Regions from separate parts of the Xenopus tropicalis genome. Here region 2 is linked to region 1. The links are chromatin contacts, called in public Hi-C maps. All regions are on one chromosome and are shown on one strand. Each heading gives the region's core, a stretch centred on a gene start, on an enhancer-like site or on the middle of the called end of the contact. The rest is flanking DNA. Distances are from core to core; before and after follow the strand shown.

What was found. Hi-C and Micro-C count contacts between places; a contact is called where the count stands out from the background.
Region 2: a Hi-C map of gastrula embryo shows a contact between it and region 1, with 3 times the contacts expected there. The contact joins the promoter of bbof1 here to the promoter of il28b.1 in region 1. A contact is called at or near these places in 3 of 5 Hi-C or Micro-C datasets (gastrula embryo, neurula embryo and tailbud embryo).

The regions. Positions count from the first base shown.
Region 1 is chr8:81,743,203-81,747,546 of UCB_Xtro_10.0, reverse strand. il28b.1 (interleukin 28B (interferon, lambda 3), gene 1) reads right to left here and starts at 3,031. Exons shown (of 5, transcript NM_001171763.1): 1 at 2,885-3,031; 2 at 1,473-1,550; 3 at 894-1,037; 4 at 644-724; 5 at 244-333. The coding sequence starts at 3,031. The coding sequence ends at 244.
Region 2 is chr8:81,934,990-81,939,070 of UCB_Xtro_10.0, reverse strand. bbof1 (basal body-orientation factor 1) reads right to left here and starts at 1,497. Exons shown (of 11, transcript XM_002938595.5): 1 at 1,241-1,497; 2 at 1-239. The coding sequence starts at 1,287.

The sequences.
Region 1 (4,344 bases), core at 1,782-4,281:
TATAACTGAAGCAAGTTTCTAGTAAATACTGATTCAAACCGACATGAAGCTTAATTATATAAACTTTCTCTGAGAATTGTCCTTAATAATTGCAAATTTGGAGCAGAAGAATATGTGGTGCCACCTGTGCATGGATCATGTGAGGCTGGGCAGATCTGTAAGGGCAGAGGGTAAGCTTGGACAACAAAGAATAAATTATGTTCATTTTGGTTTCCTGGATCAGATCCTGGTTGTAGTTGATAGTTATTCATTATTAGCCCAACACATTATGTCTTCGATTAGGAGCTGGGTTAGGCTGAGTAACACGGCATCCTGGACACATTCAGAGGAAACCTACAGAGAGGACAAAGATATTTAAAATTTTACTACTGTTTATGGATTGGAAATGTTGTTAAATAACGTCATGCTGTTAATTAGGATCACAAATTTTATCTACTGTGGCATCAACAGCATCCAGGAGTGCCACATATTAATCAATTCACATTATTTGTTAATGAGAAAGCGCAGTGACCAAGTAATTTAGTATTCAGTTTTTTGATAGGATCTGAATAAAAATCCTATTTTCAGTCGCAGCTAATAGCAGCATTAACTGTATCACATTATCTTCCACACCCCAACCCTCGATTTGTCTGAAAATTCTCACCTTTTCTCTAAAATGTTTGAGATGGTGTAGCCACGGCATCAGCTGTTCGGAGGGAGGGTCACTGTACAATGGAGACTTCCTCTGTAAAAGAGATTGTAAGAAATAACTATAATATTGTAATGACTATAATGTAAATGACTGCAATTCAAGGGGACGTAACCCAAAAGATTGGGGACTGGAAAATTCTGTTCTGACTTCAGCACTATATGTTTTAATAAGGAATTTACCACAGTGGAACCATAGAACTTACACAGATCTTCAGATCATCCTCGAGGCTAAGGAGCATTGTAAGTGGCAGGGATAAGAGTTTGGCCAGTGGAGACTCAGTCATGTTTGTCAATACATCTACAGCCAAGGTCACTCTCTCCAGAGTCAGAATCAGTCTGTCACTTGCCTGAGGAAGAGGAGAAAATGTCATTGCAGATATATAAGAAGAGAAAGTTTAGCACTATGGCTTCATAAAATAGCAAGATTTGTTAGTATTCATGTGAGTGACATCAAAGGGATGCAGTGAGAAACAGACACAAGGAGGGCAGATATATCAAAATGTGAGTTTAGAGCTTAATACATAAAAACTCACCTATGTTCTATTCATTCCTATGGGATTTTTAGAAGCTTCTTCATCATACTGTGAGTTCTAAATTTCACCCATTGATAAATACCATTCTAAAAATGAATGAGGACATTGGTGAACATTGGTGAATTTTTATGTATTAAGCTCTAAACTCACAGTTTGATAAATCTGCCCCATAGTGTAGGACTTGGGAAAAGCAGTATTATGATGACAAGGAAATCATTTTCTAGCCTAGAAAGGACAGTGTTTCCTTACCTGCAGGTCACACACAGACGGCTTTTGACGAAGCATCTTCCTGTAACATTTGATCCCATCACTGAAAGGGCTTTTCTCCTGTAGAGGAATATATGTAATATATTTTATAGATGAACTTGAAGACAGTTGGAGAAAATATTAAATTAAAATGCTGTATCACTGTACATAATAGATAAGTGCCTCACATTCCTTTTATAATTATATACAAATTTGTTTTAAAAATCAGTTACTCACCATTTACTGATACACCTCGGTATTTATATAGGTATTTTCTAGTCTAAAGAATGTGATCTCTGTTATGCACACACCATTCACTCATTTGTCTACTTTTAGCTAATACAGTCATGGCCCAAATTGTTGGCACCCCAGAAATTTTTCCAGAAAATCAAGTATTTCTCACAGAAAAGTATTGCAGTAACACATGTTTTGTTATACACATGTTTATTCCCTTTGTGTGTATTGGAACAAAACAAAAAAAAAGGGAGGAAAAAAGCAAATTGGACATATTGTCACACACAACTCCAAAAATGGGCTGGACAAAATTATTGGCACCCTTTCAAAATTGTGGATAAATAAGATTGTTTCAAACATGCGATGCTCCTTTAGGCTAATGCCACACGAGGCATAGGGCGGATATTTTCGGCAAGCGTAAAAGCGATTGCTGAAAATTCAGCCCTACGCCTCCTACATGTGCCTGCACCCGAATGAATGAGATACGCTCGGGTGCAGGCACATGTAGCCGATATACGCACGAAAATACAAGATAATGCAAAGTCTCACGTTTTCATGCGTATATCGGCTACATTTGCCTGCACCCAAGCGTATCTCATTCATTCGGGTGCAGGCACATGTGTGGAGAGATCTTAAAATTACTGTTGGGAAAAGGCGCCCTTCCAATAAGAGAGACCTGGAGCAGTTTGCAAAGGAAGAGTGGTCCAAAATTCCCGGTTAGAGGTGTAAGAAGCTTATTGATGGTTATAGGAAGCAACTGATTTCAGTTATTTTTGCCAAAGGGTGTGCAACCAAATATTAAGCGATTTTTAACCCCTTCTGATCCTAATTAGCATATGCTAATTAGGGTTCAGATTCGGTTCGGGATTTGGCAGAATCCATCAGGGTGGCTTTGGGGGTTCAATGCATCCCTACTTTTATTGCATTTCTGTTACGCTAAACACAGCAAATAGCGAGATTAAAGCTACTCCATGTTTGGTCCTTGCAGTACGGATTACCAATAAACAGATAATGCCCTGCATAATGGACTCCTGCTAACAAAACAGTCACAACAAAGGAGGAATTATATATATATGTTAGGCAACACTGTTGGGCTTCTGCACATTATTACAAGAAGATATTACCTCTAGTTACATATTATACAGTCATGTGTTTCAGACATGTTATCATATCACACTCACATGTTCATTGTGCAGGCGTCTGACTGCCCTTATATCACTGGGGGACACAGATCTGTATCTGGACATGTGGCAGTGCCTTCTGTGTGGATGCGCTGTCACTGTCACCAGCAGGGCCATCATGGCAGCCAGTCTGATAGGAATTTCCATGGCTTCTGGATTAATGTTCTGTATGCAGCAGGGACTCTGTACACCTGTGAGAAATCACAGTAAAATTCAGTGTAGCACATGTATGTATAAACAAAGCAACATTTTTTCATTCATAGGTGCACAACATAAGTATAAGTCCAGCACAGCATAAGTCCAGTATTTACTTTCATATAAACACAGTGGTTCCAGCATAAAAAATGTCTAGCACAAAAAAATCTGCATTTCCATCATTTATGCATTCAATACAAACACACTATTACATATGTGACTCCCTTACCTGTGCTTTCAAATGGTTCCTCTGTGCTTCTGGGCTGCAGTTTCTCCCAGTGATTCCCATCTTTATCCTTTTATACCTTAATCTCCGAATAAAAAGAAAATGCATTTGTGCAAGTGCAAATCTCTTTCTTTACATATGGCTCTGTGTATAATCAATAAGGTAAGTCCCATGGAACTTTCAGTTTCCAGGTAAGGAGGTGACGTTATGTTCATAGTGAAGGAAATTCCTTCAGTCACACAGTCATGATCTCCTTTTATTACAATTACCTGTAACAATCCTTTAGTAGTTGATAGCTCCATCTAGTGGCAGAAACAATATAATACCATTTTCAGTTTTCTAGGACTCTGGAGCTTACCGTGCACAGGTATTTTGCCAATTTTTACATTTAAGCAGCCCTTTTAGGTCTAAGGCTTATTGTCAATGATATTAGACTGTCACTTATAATGTGATTTCTAATATCCTCAAAAGTGGAGGTAAGGTGACCATGTTCTTACATAATTGTATTTTACATTTCAAACACAGGTGTACTTCCTCTGTCCTTTGCCAATCATTTTATGGTGAAGAACATTCTGTAGTGTTTGCACATTACAGTAAGGTACCACAAAGTATAACAAGGACATTGTGGTCAAACAACAAGCCTTGCGCTTGGCACTTTGCATGAAGTTGCCACCTTGCCAGTATTTAACTGGTCTAACCGGTAAACTACCATATAGGGCCGACACCAGTATTACAAAGTTACGGACAATGTACTTGCCAGTAACTTTATAATACCCTATAAATCAATGGCCCTTCCTCACCATCTCCGCACTGATCAGGCTTTATACTCAGGTTAACCTCTGCCCCACTTATTTCCTCACCCATTCGGCCCATTTCCCCATACGTTTGTCAATCACATTTACCCTTTCCCCCATTTGGTCTGCCCATTTCCTCACCCCTTACATTATAGCCCCTCCCCCAAATGCAGTTGTGGTTCACCCCCGAAACAAAGACCAATATTAAACAAAAAAAAAGTGGCAACCATAACTTTGCACCTTAC
Region 2 (4,081 bases), core at 248-2,747, 190 kb before region 1:
CTTTTTCCAGGTCCTGCTTCTTCAAGAACCCAATGACTTCAACCATGTCTTTTTCCAGTTGATATTGTTGCTTAGTCAGATCCTCGTTGTTCTGGGCCAGACTTCGGGCTGCATCTCGGTACTCCACACGTGAAAATTCAGTTACCTTCAGCCTCGCCTCCCAAAGTGCTGCATTGGCCTTTGCTCTCTCTACTTCAGACTCTTTGTCCACTCTATGTTCAGTTTTCCCACCCTTTTTTCTTGATAATAATAGTAGACATATAGCAGTAGTTCATTAGCTATTATTTGGAATATATCTATTGGATATATTTCTGAGTGGTTTATTTATAAATAATGAAGATAAGGGCTCTTTTACTTATGCAAGTACAATGTGGCCTTAGTAACTGCAATTACATTCATTTTTTTAAATAGGAATTTTTAATAGTTGAATAATGTAACATGGCTATTAAAAGAAAAATGTGTTTTTCCTGATACAGGTATTGAATCTATTATCCAGAATGCTTGGGATCTAAGGTTTTACAGATAAGTGATCTTTCTGTAATTTGGATCACCATACCTGTGTCTTCTAAAAATCATTTAAACATAAAATTGGATAGGATTGTTTTGTCACCAATATGGATTTATACATCATAGTTAACATAAAGTAAAATGTACTGGTACAGAGAAAAGCTAGAAAATCATTTATAAAAAGTAGAATTATTTGCTTATAATGGAGTCTATGGTAGTTGAACATCCCATAATATGTATATATCTGGATAATGGGTTTCCGGATAATAAATTCCTTACCTGTACTTTATTTTAAAAAGGAAAAGATTACTTAGAAATGCTGATTCTGCCACTATGGCTATTGGAGACATATTGTATTACACTGTAGTGAGAGGCAGTAAATAAAACTTTGTTCTAATAATTGAAGATATATAAACTTTATATATATGCAAAAAGCATTTGCTTTCGTAACAAAATAATAATAATAGGCTGACTTGCACAAAAATTAAATGACCAGGTAGATACAGTATCTGAGGGCTAAAACACTGGCAGATTTAGTAATGTGGAAAACAGGCAGGTTTAGGAGGGTGGGAAGCTGAATGATCAGTGAGATGTAAGAGGAAGGACAGGCTAGAATAATCAGGTAGATTTCAGTCAGACCTGAAACTGGAATGATCAGACAGAGCCAAGTGTGAAAGCAGGTTGGCATGATCATGTAGTTAGATGAAGTGTAGAAGCACAGCATGATCTTTACCTTTTACCCTTCTTTCCCTTTCCAGTTTTCACTTTGAGCTTAGGCATTTTAGCAGCAAGTTTAAGTTACTATTTTCTTTTCCTTCTTTTTCTCTGATTTTCTTTTTCTCTGATTCTTCAAAATATACCTGCTCTCCAAATCTTGTATCTTTTGCTCTCTAATTTTCCCTCTGCCCCTTGTCTGCTAGTCTCTTTGCTCTGTTGCCTTTCTCAGTCCCTGTTCCTAGCAGTCTTTGTCTTTGGCTGTTTACAGACAGTTCAGTGTTACTGTGGGAACCAAGCAGGGTTGCCATGCCTGAAACATAAAACCAGTCACACTTCCAGCAGTCCTATTGTGTGTGAAAGAGCTCTGAAGGAAGAATACTGAATACCATCCAATCCAATACCAAGAGGGAATGTCTGTAAATTGTAAAAAAGTTTAGCTTACAAGTTGCATGTGCCCAACGACATAATCCAGCAGCCAAAAATAATCTTTTCAATAATATAAGTTGGAAAAATATAAATGGGGCTCTGAATAGTAAAAAAAACAAATAAACATACACACACACAAACACACACACACACACACACACACACACACACACACATATACTGTATATACACACACACAAGGCCAGAACTAAGGGCAGGCAAAAGAGACACATGCCTAGGGAACAGTAGGGCACTAGCCACATACCATTTCTGCCAGCCTTCGCCAAGTTCTAGGCTTCTAGCCCTCTGTAACACTAAACACATTGCAGGAACGAGCACACCTTGGATGCACTTAGCTTTTGGCCTAGTACTGTATATATATTTTTAGATAATATGCTATATATGTTAATATATCATAAATTATTTAAATTGTGTCTCGCCCTGCACTTCCCTGCAGTTAAATGCAGGAGTAATTGCCCATGTGTAAGAGCCCTAAAGGGCTAAAAGGCTTTGCATTAGGTTTCCTGTTTACACCAACCAAGGCTGTTCTCTCTTTTGAATGAACTCAAATATGCAGCTCTATATGTCTGGTTGCCAGGACAGTATAAAATATACATTTCTGTTTCAATTAATATGTATAGAAAAAAGGGGAAAGCAAAGTCTGTATGATTTACACAGGATTGCATGTTAAGTATGTTAAAACGACATTTGTACATTAAAACTCCTGATTTCTGTATTTCCTACAATCAGTCCTGCTACCAGCGCCAACTGCAGCTGATATAAGGAAGTTCTGAAAGGGCTGAAGCTGTGGCTAAGTGCTTACTCATTATCAACTGGGATAACCTTTTCATGTCTGTCTCTGTGTGTGTGCATTTACATAAATTGTGGCATGTCAGTAGTTCTTGAACAAACGTTTAAGACAGGGTACTTTGCCACCGCAGGAAATCTTTTCTCCTGCGTGTGGAAAAGCAGACAAAAATACCCCTTGCATTTGATGGATACAAACTTTACAAACTGAGATCCCGGGTAATAATGTAAAAATGCAGAAGGCTTTTTTTGAACAATTACAAGTACCTGGGATCACAACATGTACAGTGTTTTACATGCAGCAATCCCAAATAACCCAGGGAGGCAGGTATTTTTGGCTAATTTGTTGCCCACTGGAGAGGAGATATCCTGTGGCCAATAACATTTCTTAATAAACACAGTGCAAACTAAATTATTTAAATTTAACCCTATCTAATGCCTTCTATCTTTATAAGACCTAATACTGCATTTTAAAGTATATACATATGGCCTTGTCACGCTGTATTATTTGATTAGGTGGGTCAGGAGTCACATGACCACTCCACACGAGCATGGTAAGCAAAGCATAGAACAACTGAAACATGACAGAAAAAAACTGGCGGTCTGGCTAGAGAGGGATGGACCGTATTATGTGTAAGTGTCACAGCTCTGAGAAGTTTGCAAAAACACCTTCACTGACCGCCCAGATTAACAACGTCTACAACTCAGGGACAGCAGGACACACCAATTCAAAAACTATTACCCGAAATTAACAGACAACTCAGCAGCCAAAAATATGTTTTATTCTTGTATTCCAGACCAGAGACCAGAGCAGAGATGCTCAGCCCTAAACTGTTATGAAACTAAAAATCCACTCATGGGGATGCTGGTAGTTCTAATTCCAAGTTGAGAAATAATTTGGGATACACCAAAGTCCTTTGGTCTCTGTGGCCCAAAGAATGCAAATTCCATAGTCTACACAGAGCCTTAAAGATGGGTCATATAGTCTGCACTGTCCTGATAATTTGCTGCAGAGTTAGATCTGCAACTGTTCAGTGACTAACATCTGCAATATTATAGAGTAAGCTATATAAACTAATGAAATGATATCTAAAGTGACACAAGTATTGTGCATGCAGTTCACGTCAATGGGGAATAGGAGACTAGGGCAGGTAGTCACACGCGCAATGCATGACCTTTGCTTCATTAATATGTAACTGATTTAAAGAATCTGAGAAGTAAAGGTTATGAACTAAAGATAATTCCTAATAGATAGCATTTCATAAATGCAAAAAAAGGATTGGAGAAAAGTTCGATTCTTTGCAATTATGTAGTTCTGTAGAATTGAATAGAAACATTTCACAAAAACCTATTCTGCTTTGTACCTACCTCTCACTGTAGCCACACTGAAGCATCTATTATAGCATTAAAATGAGTTTAATTTGTGCACCACACAATGGGTACATCACAAAAATCACAATCGTCTGTATATTCAGAATAAATAAAAAGCTAAATAGAGCTGGTGGTATAATCATTTTATTAACAGATCTTTTTAAATAATTACAACTATCCTATTTCTTAGGGTTTTTAATGAGCAAATGTATTTGAACATGGATAAAACAGTGACAGTCTAGCTGTTGGTGAC